Linked DNA regions of Arachis hypogaea: region 1 is linked to region 2. The links are chromatin contacts, called in public Hi-C maps. All regions are on one chromosome and are shown on one strand. The core of a region is the stretch at or near the end of the contact, and the rest is flanking DNA. Distances in the headings are between cores, read along the strand shown. Region 1 holds the start of LOC112776241 (zinc finger protein GAI-ASSOCIATED FACTOR 1). Region 2 holds the start of LOC112779525 (psbP domain-containing protein 7, chloroplastic).

What was found. Hi-C and Micro-C count contacts between places; a contact is called where the count stands out from the background.
Region 1: a contact with region 2 is called in a Hi-C map of leaf, with 4 times the contacts expected there. The contact joins the promoter of LOC112776241 here to the promoter of LOC112779525 in region 2. A contact is called at or near these places in 3 of 8 Hi-C or Micro-C datasets (leaf and an unstated tissue).

Annotation. Positions count from the first base shown.
Region 1 is chr19:40,892,682-40,898,303 of arahy.Tifrunner.gnm2.J5K5, reverse strand. LOC112776241 (zinc finger protein GAI-ASSOCIATED FACTOR 1) reads left to right here and starts at 3,662. Exons shown (of 3, transcript XM_025820317.3): 1 at 3,662-4,224. The coding sequence starts at 3,978.
Region 2 is chr19:40,501,215-40,506,706 of arahy.Tifrunner.gnm2.J5K5, reverse strand. LOC112779525 (psbP domain-containing protein 7, chloroplastic) reads left to right here and starts at 2,742. Exons shown (of 3, transcript XM_025823824.3): 1 at 2,742-4,418. The coding sequence starts at 4,073.

The sequences.
Region 1 (5,622 bases), core at 2,413-4,912, 390 kb before region 2:
AGTTTGGTTTGTTGGTCCGGTCTTGGACTAAAATCTTTAAAATTGGTGTTTTAATTCGTATTTTAAATATTTTTACCTCTTCAAATTACAAAATTTAATTTCCTAATTCCTTGGACTCATAATTAATTTATTATTTAGTTATTTATTAATTAACTGGGTTTTATAAAATGCTATATATGGTGAGTCACTATGTTTTTATGTTTACGCATGTGTTATTCTACTTATTTTCATTATGTATTTTGATGAGCCGAAAATTGGATATGCTCAGATATTGACGAGTACAACAAATCGCTCCAAGTAATACCACGGTGAGTAGATATCGTTCCCACAAAGATTAACAGATTGAATCAAGCAACGTCTAACTGAATCTCTAATTAGATCGATCAAACCTTGGCAAAGAACAATGAAAAAAAATGCTGATTGTAAATCAAAGAAGACTTAGAAACTTTGGAGAAGTAATCAGAAAATGGGATGTCAAAGGCTTCGGAGGTATTTAATTCTTAGAAGAAGTAATACTTGTATTTTCTTATTTTGACTCATGCAAAATTCTTTTCACAGCAAATCATTTATAATTAAATTCTAATTCCTTAACAATTTAATTTTTTTTAACCTAATTAATCGCCAATTCCTTGGTCAACTAACTAAGAGAAGAGGTTAAGCACGGTTTCAATTTAAAGCCACATATCTTTCAAAATACTATTTCTAGACAAGTTGAAAATCATGAGAAAGAGTTTCAAACTAATTCCGATATTAAATTTTCCAAAGTAATAACAGAATCCAAGACAAAATTAGAATATTTTCTAATATTTCTAACCATTAAAGATGAACAACGAGACTCAATCTTAAAAAAGTAGAAAAACATGAATCAAAATAAAGAAAACACTTGAATTACTAATCCATAAAATCAAACAGAGCTTCTAACATTTAAAAATAGGAGGTTTAGTTGCTCATGGTAGAAAAGAAAATAACTTAAAACTAAAGAATTTATTGATCCATAGACTCTAAGAAGATCCAAAGATCTCTTTGTGAACCTTGTTTACTTATTTATATTTTAACTTCCTAACTAATTGAAATTCAAAAACTAATCTTATCTTCTAAAGTGTAAGATAATAACTTATTCAAATTCAAATAATACAATCTAATCTAAATCCTAATAAATAAATCTTATCTTTTTAGAAGAAGTTATTACTAATTAATCTTTTAAATCTTGAATTTTGAGTTAATTTTAGAGTTTTCTAGGAGTTGAATTTGGGCTTAGTGGCGCTGGGCTCCTTGGATTAGCGTTCGATTTTGAAGAATTCTGGGCTATTAGGAGTTGAAATTACACTTGGAGTCGGACTCCGAATTTGGACGCTGGGCGCCAGTACCTTGAAGATTAGGTAACACTGGGTGCTACTCCCTAAAATTGGGCACCAGCCCACTTTTGCTTTTCCCGTGTACGAAAGCTGGCCAGAAAACACAAAAGTTGCTGGCCCCTAGACTTTTCCTATTTTTAATTTTAATTAGAAAAAAATTAATTACCAATTTAATATCTAAAAGATTTAGCCATTGTCAATAAGATCCTTAAAAGATGTTATCGACAAAATAATTCTTGAATTATTTAAAAATACGGTAAAAAAAATCAATAAATATTATATTTTTTGTAAATAATAAAAAAACTTTTACAAACAGTTTATTTATTATATCTAAATTTTTTTGACAATATTTAAATAAATATTTAAAATGTGATAAAAAATTTAGAGTAAAATTTGATTTTTAAATTTTTTTATTCTTTAAAAAAATAGTTATTCACAATTTTTTTTAATTCACTTGATAAAAATAATTAAATTTTAAAAATAAAAAAATCTTATTTTTTTAATAATAATTCTAAAAATTAATATTAAATTTGATCTCTAAATTTATTTTGTAAAATATATATTTAATATTTAATTTTTTTTATTGTATTTGTAAATATTTCAAAAATTTATTTATTATTAACATCTTTTAAATTCATTTTGTCAGCGATGTAAATTTTAAATATTATTTTAGTAATTTACTCTTACAATAAACATAACGAGTGGACCAATTACCGCACGCCACAGCTGGGTATATTCGAAGCTGCATCAAATTACAGAAAAGCCCTACAACGAAATTCCAATATCATAATTACCCCTGGTTGTAACCTTTTGGAGGTCATCCGAGACACACGTGAAATATAAGAATTTTTGTATTATTGTGGGGTCATTTTCGAGAATGATTCGATCAGAGTCCACCCGTGAAGAGGGTAAGGCTAAATTGGTAATAACATGTTCTAGGCGGCTGAGTCTAACTCATAGTGGCAACTTTGTTGTTCTTCTTAAAGATGAGGGTGTTTTCGGAATAGTGTTATTCTCCTTAAAATATCCCCAGAAACAGACAAATTTTCCAACCAGAAGCCCTCGTCCTCTAGCAGCTTCAAATAAATTGACCTTTTAAAAGACCACTTGAATTTAAATACCCTAATACCCAGTGTTTGTTAATTATTTTTTATTTTTCCCGGAAAAATATGGAAAATACCATTATGTGAATAGGGATATTTGTAAATATTTTCCACCTTTCATGTAAATATGCATTAGGAAAATATATAATATTTGAACACAATATATATAGCATATAGGCATAATATGTATTGTTAAATAATAAGAAAATATAATATTGAAGAGTGTGTATATATATAGATTGAGATGAAAATATATAATTTATGGTTGATAAAAAGTTGTGTGTAAATAAAGAATAACAATTATTTATGATAGAAAATTTAAATGACAACGTTTGTTTCAATATAAAAAAATATTAACAAATTTTTTTTATGATATTCTTTAATCCAAGAAGTTAAATACTAATTTGTGATAGATTAAAATTTTATTTAATAGTTTATTATAGACTAATAAATTGTTGTATATAATAAAAAAAAAATTCTAATCCTCAACACAATTATTTAAACAAACTAATAAAAACTGTTGTTATTATAGCAATCCAAATTAATTAAAATATCAACGAATTAAAAGTGCTCCTAATAATAAACACAAATATAACCTATGTAAAAAAGAATACAAATTAAAATGTTACATAATTAATTTACCAACATACATAAATTTAACAACCATATATATATATATATATATATATATATATATATATATATATATATATATATATATATATATATATATAATCAACCCCCAAACTATATATTATAAAATATGTATTTAATATTTATAAACAAATTTGATTGTTCTGATAAATCAAATTTAATTAATGTAATAATTAATTATTTTATTAAAAATTATCTAAAATAATACACATACAAATAAATATATAATAACTAATGTTTTTATTCACAGAACATGCATTGTATCTAATTAAATTTAAAAAAATTCTCTGAAAAATAACAGTAAAGGGCGTTTTCTTAATATATGAAATAACGGGACGCAAGGGCATATAAAATAATCAAAAATATTATTTTTATATAAAAATTAACTACTAAAATTAATTATTAATATAATATATTTTTATATAAATATATATTTATTTTAAATTATTTTTAATATATATTTATCTTTTAATATATATTTTATGTTAATAAATAATTTTAATGTGTATGTAAAATAATATATATGGCTATAATCACCAGAAGTAGATCCTGATGAAAGAAGGATAATACATATATTTTTTTTATATTAGAGTGCAAATCCATATAGCATATAGTTCTTGTATTCTTGTGCCAACCCTCTCTCCTCTCACCACACCATAAAAGGAGGAGAGTTTCCTGCTTTTTGTCTTCCTCTACTTCCCACAAATCCCTTCTTTTTCTCATGAAAATTCATAATTAACTACTTCTATAACACCTTAGCTTTAGAGAGAGAGAGAGAGAGAGAGAGAGAGAGAGAGAGATTAATTAGTGTTTAAGAAATTAAAAGGGAACAATTTGAGTAGATTCTTGGTTGTTGCCTCATCAAATGTCAAACATAACAAGTTGTGATAGTGGGAGCTTCTCAACAGAGAACACAGTTCCATTATTAGAAGATGCAGTGGTGAAACAACAATCTTCAGAGATTCTTGGTGGTAGGTTCCATCATAGTCCACATTCTCATACTTCAACAACAACAACAAATAATAAAAATAATAATAGCAATGCTTCCAACTCAAATTCTCAACCTCCTCCTCCACCTCCTAAGAAGAAAAGGAACCTACCGGGAAATCCAGGTAAAATTATTATTTTCTTACAACATCAAGAAAAAGGGGGAAGTTAAAATGGTTTTTAATTTTTGTTTTTGTTTTTGTTTTTTTTTTTTTACATTTTTATCTAATTTTGAGTTTACTATTTTAAAACTTTAATTAACATTTTTTCTGCTTTATTATTTGTTTTGCAAAGATCAGTTCTTCTAGAATTTTAAACGGATACATAATCAAATTAAAATTGAACCATATAATATATATAGATGAAGGTTGTTATTTATGGCATGCATAGATAACAAAAGCTCTGGCAATCCTTTCATTAATTTGCATACTTCTTCACCCATGTCCTTATATACATACTTCTTCACCCATGTCCTTAATTGGTTCCAAAAAATAAAATTAAGAATTATAATGTTGTATATTCGCTCTCATATTACAAAGTGAGCTTCATGAAAAAGTCCCATATTAAATTTCTGGACATAATGGAGTCTTAATTAATTTGAGTACATTTAACTAAAAGTATAAATCTATATGCTCCACAAAATTAAGTAAAGAGGATTAGGCCTGATCTGTTTCAATTCAATACAAAAACAAGGGATGTGTAATTAAGTTCCATATTTAATGTATTAATTAGTTAATTTCCTCTAATTATGATTAGTTACTAATTAAATGAAGTGGAGAGACAAGGATCTGGATGGTGATAAAAAATAAATGGTGAATTATTGGTTTCGTTATAAGTAGTAAGAAAGAAGAGAGGCTCAATTATTGGGTTGCAGTGGTTTACAATCATTGCCCTCCTTCACTGTTGACTTTGCTTGACTACTACTACGTCTACTATAGCTACTTCTATCTCCCCCCTCCTTTTTTTTTTTTTTTTTGTGTGTCAAAACTGTTTCAGGTATAAAGGACCATATACTTTCGCATATGAGATACCTCATTCTCCTCTTTTATTTATGTGCTTATGTAAACTTTTTTTTCATTGTGTTTGTTTAAGAATGCGCCAAAATAATGCGGTTGGAAGATATATGGGGAGAGAGAGAGGTTTTGTAGTTTTTGATCTAATTTAAATGACACATCCAATTATCTCTTTGACTTATATACATTATATGCCTATACAAAAAATAAATTATCTGTATAAAATATATATTAAAAATAAATTAAAAAACATATTTATATATAAATATATAATAATTAATTAAATAACTCAATATTGTGTATACATAATATTTTGTATTTTTTTTCTTATTAGCTTGAATGGCTGTGTCTTCTCCCTATTTTTTAATAACTAGAGATTTGTATTAGAAAATTAGTATAATTTATACTACACTAAAATTCAAATGCAGATAATTCAATAAAAATTATATATATAAAAACCCTTACATGCCATATTGGTTCCACTTGGTGTTTTGTGAACAAACAATCCAA
Region 2 (5,492 bases), core at 1,493-3,992:
GGTTTCCATGACAAAATCCCAGCTCAATCTATCATAAGCTTTCTCAAGATCAATTTTTATTGCCATTAATCCTGTCCCTGAATTTCTAGTTCTCACGGTGTGGATAACTTCTTGAGCAACAAGGATGTTATCCGCACTCACTCTTCCTGTAACAAAACTAGCTTGATTATCCGTAATAAGAGAAGACATGTGTGGTTTAAATATCTCGGCAATAATCTTAGTGATAATTTTGTAGCACACATTACAAAGACTTATAGGTCTAAACTGCGCAAACCAATAAAAATCGAGAGTATTTAAATCTTGGGTCGTCTCCCTAGGAATTGCAATTAAGTGCTCAATTATTAGGTATGAGAAAATGGAGGTTATGATAACAATTGACAAGAAATGCAAATGACAAGAAAGTAAAAGAAGCATGCAAGGTATTAAATGAAAAGCAAGTAAAGTAATAAAAATGAAACTCAAATGGCAAAAAGGAACTCTTGGCAAAGGTTGAGATTTAAGGTTTCTTATCCTAGTCATTGACCATAATTTTGTGAAGAATTAATCTCATTTCGTCAACCCTTCATCTAGGATAAGTCAAATAGGCATAATAGATCTCAATCCATAAATCCTAGCCAACTAACTAGTTAACTTAGTGAAAGACTAGCGTTAATGAAACCAAACCAACTAACAATCCTAGTCATAATCAAGAATGGACATCAATGACTCAAGGTCATCTAAGTCCTCAATTCCAAGCCAAGAGTGTGAAAAACTACACTAAAACTTACCCAAGCATTTTATCAAACACTTGGTGTGCAAAAAAGGAAAAATAATATAAATTACAATAATAATAAATTCTATAACTACCAATTACAAAAAAAATGATAATAACAACTCAAGTAAGCATCAAAGAAACTTAAAACATCAAAATTGCATTAAAAGGAATCAAAATTGACAAGTGTTCATAAACTAAAAGTGCCAAAATTGAGAAAATAACAAAAGAAACTAAGAGGATCAAGACAAAATAACATGAAAATATAAATAAAACTACACTAAAACAATAATCAACGACTAAAATTAAAGAGAAACTAAACTAAGAATCCTAAATTCTAGAGAGAAGAGAGAGCTTCTCTCCCTATAATATAACCTAAAACATGTTACTAATCTAAACCTAATTGCTCCCTCCCCCCCTCTTCATCCTTCTTGAATTTGGCTTCAAATAACTTCATAAATGAGTTGGATTGGGCTTGGAAAGCCCCAAAATCGCGACCCACGTGTTGCATTAAATGAGCTCATGTGATTGCGCTCGTGCGTACACACGACTGTCTGCATGGTCGCACATAATTACAACCGTGCATACGCATGATTGCACGAACTTCAAAACGTGCGTAAGCACGCATCACTATGCGTACGCACAACCTTGAAGAGCTCCAAACTCCATTTCTTCATGAATTTTTCACTTTTGCATGCTTTTTCCTCACTTCTTCAATTCATACTTATCTTATAAGCCTGAAATCACTTAACAAATACATCAAGGCATCAAATGGAATTAAAGTGAATAAAATTTAAAAATTTTAGGGTCTAAAAAATATATTTTTATTTTTAAGCACAAATTAAAAAAAATTCATAAAATTATACTATTTCAATGAATAAATATAGAATAAATTGATCAAATTCACCTAAACCTTCCTTCCCTCAATAGCATAAATATGAAAAAACTACAGGACATCATAACCTCAGCCTTTTCTCAGAACACAAAAGATCCAATCCACACAAACAAACCACTTCTAAACAAATGGCAAACCTAGGACTAGAACCAATTGAAGACAAAACAATCACTCTAACCATAACCCCAGCGCGCAGGTTACAATCCAAACTATTTTATTGTCTTGGAAAAGTTTTATTTGAGAAAGCAATCAGATTCAAGGTCAATAAAAATGCAAAGGTGGCTTCAAGGAATATATAAAATATATAAGATAATATTGTGCAAAATATAAAATATCTTTCGTTGTGTATAAAAAATATATAATTTTATTTTTTGGCCAATAATTGACCAACAAAAATATTTGTATACTAAAGTTTATTATCCAAATACTAATAATATAAAAGTAAAGTGTTAGCCTGGAATAGCTATGATGTTTTTAAAATATTGTGAAAATTAAACTGACGTTCTTTTATTGTTAAACAACACTTTTTAAAAAGTATTACTTAAAAAAATATTACCAAATTATAGAAAAATATATTTTAATTTTAACAATAGTTACATAATTAATGTAACTACATTATTTTAATTTTTAATAATATTTGTATAATTTCCAACTATTGTAATATAACAATACTAAAACACTTTTATAATTATTTTTCTTAGCACTTGATGTTTCAGGTGTATTTTAAATAATTTACTCCGAATTAAAAGTACAAAAATATTATATTATTATATATGTGCATCTTTTAATTTTAATATTAAAAAATAATTCATAAAAATTTAAAACAAAAATAAAAAATTATATTTCGTTGTGTATAAAAAATATATAAAATATATACATAAACATTGTGCAAAATTTAAAAAAATAAAATAAAATAAATTATCAAAAATATATTCGAATTATTTTATTACTGACAAAAATAATCTCAAATTTTATTATCAATAAAAATATTTTTAAATTATTAAAAAACATAACAAAATGAACTCTCTTAAACGAGACATTTTTTTTTTGAAAGAAAAAGCTCAACACATACGTAGAGCAACAGCAACAGATACAAAACAAGTCATAATAATTTCACAACTCCTATGTCATCCATTGCCATCAACAATATAAGTTATTTATAACACCATTCTCTGGCATATGAAAAAGATTGATTCACGCGGTCTCTAATTCCTATTGCCTTGTTGTGAAAAATGACATCATTTCTACGTAACTATATAGTTCATATCACTGAGAAGAAGCTAACTAGCCAATACCTGCGTATCTCCTTTCTCATTGGGACAGTTCTCGAGCTCTCGAATTGCTGTTTCACAGTACTGGGCATAAGCCATTCTTGTCCAAACGCCGATATCCAAGCACACCATACCTGCCAAGAGTAGTGCTCACATGTACTAAACAGATATTCTATATTTTCATCATCCTTCTTACATAGCATGCACATAGTATCATGCTGTTGCAGTGCACCCAGTCGACTAAATCGATCATTTGTATTGACTCGGCCTACCAAAACAAACCAGGAAAACAGCTCCACTCGTGACGGAACTAAACCTTTTCAAATGTCTTTTGTGAACCTGTAGCTTAGGATCTTCTCATCCATATTCTCTTCCTGCAAAACCTGCACAAATGAGTTAGTTGAATAAACTCCTTCCTTATGAAACCTCCATACCATTCTATCTTGCACATCTGCTATCAGTCTAATAGATTGCAGGATAAGTAGCAACTGGTCCAGTACATCTGTCTTCCATTGTCGGAATTCTCTTCTCCATTAGAAGTGCCACACCCACTCTATCCCATCCCAAAATCCACAATTCTCAATAACTGATCCTTTAAACGAGACATTTGGCAAACAAAGTTTTTTAAATGACAAGATTCTGAAATTAACAAATAAATCACGTTATGTTTTTCTGTTAACAGGCTTTTAAATTACTTGATGATATTTTCAAGGCTTATGCTACGTATATACCAAAATCAGTCATTAAAGTAAGTTATTAGTATAAAATATATGTTAAAATATAAATATATATTAAAAATAAATTAAATCACACATATATTTATACATAAATATATTAATAACTGATTTTAGTGATTGATTTTAATGTAAAAATAGTACTTTTGTATTTTCATTGTTATATTTACCCCGTATAGTGTACCAATAGCATAGATAGAGAAACGAGAACCACAGAAAGCGGATAAGAGTTATCCGCCGTACTAATGGAGAAGAGTCACAAACGCCCCCACACTCAGTAACATCGATCACCACTTCATCAGCATTTTCCATTAGACGAGACTTGATTTCGAAACCAAAATAGTTCAAAACCTTGATTTCAAGCATTCGAAATAAACCAGTGCCCCTTTTTATTAGTTTGGAATTCAAATGAAAGTAAAGCATGGCGTTGCAATGCAGCTTTATTAGTAACACATTGAACCGTTTTCGCACAACACACTGTTGTTCACAACAGCAACAACGAGAAGAAGAACAAGGAAGTTCCTTGTTGGGGTCTTCTTCTTCTTCTTCGTCGCCAGCTGAGCAGTTTGCACCTTTGGCCAATAGATTTCAGCGCCGGCTTCTTGTCGGCGTGGGCTCAGCTTCACTTGTAGCTGTGGGTGCCAACTTCGCCGGAATCACGAGCTTTCTGCTAGGTTTATCGCCGGAAAATGGCCGAAATCTGAAGCTTGACGTGCTTTATCCCGTTGGAGGTTACAGCCGTTGCCTTGACACAAGGGAAGGATTTGGTATGACTATTTTAAACCGGTTATTAATCAAAATGGTTCTTCTTTCAAAAACTAAGTATATGTTAATTTAATACTTTAGGTTATATTAGAATCCAGATGAGATGACTTTAATTCAACGTTAAAAGTTAGTTTAGGAGTGAGCAATGTCTCACATTTTAAGTAGTGTTTATTCGAAGAGACTGGAATTGAATATGGGCGCACAAATTGAATATTGTGTTTGCTAAAAAACAATTTTAGTATTAGAGATACAGAATTAAGGGCTAAAATTTTAAAATATTTATTTTTAAAAATATCATCATTTAACTTTTAAATTTTTATTATATTTCTTTCATCATTCTCTTGACTCTAACTTTCTATTCTACTCTTATTTCCTCACTTTATGAGGACACTTTCTTTCCTCAAATAAGATACTAATGTATATTTCAGTTATACGCTTCTTAATTTCAGTTATACGCTTTTTAATTTGAATATGGAAACAAAGGAAGTGTTTGGACTCATATATAAAAAGGAGGGATGCTTCACTTTATTGTGGGATCAAAGAAAGCAGAATTTGAACTCTGCGAGTTGTGTCCCTCAAAATATAAAAAAAAAAAAAATTGCAAATCGAATCATGCGATTTGTGAAGCAAAATTTCGAAAGAATTCACATGGTCCGAGTTGTGTACTCCGAGTTTTTTCAATTTTTTTAACACAAATCGGAGCCTCCCATTTGTGTACTCTTAATTTTTTTTAACTTTTTAAACACAAATCAGATGGTCTGATTTGTGGACTCCCACAATTTTAAAAAACATAAAAAATTACCATGTTAAAGTATATCACTCATTTTGCTTCCATATCAAAATTTTTTAGCCTTCAGTTATATCTATTTCGTACCAAACACCCTTCAAAAATTTAATTTAATATTTATCTCTTTGTTGTGGATCTGTCTCCTCTAAAATTATATTGTCATTTTAGAAAAAAAAATATCATTAATCAACATTAAATTAAAATATTGGGACTCAGATAATAAATGTTATAAATTCATAAGTGATTAAAATATTACTTTATCACCTTTTTAACATTATCACTTTAGAAA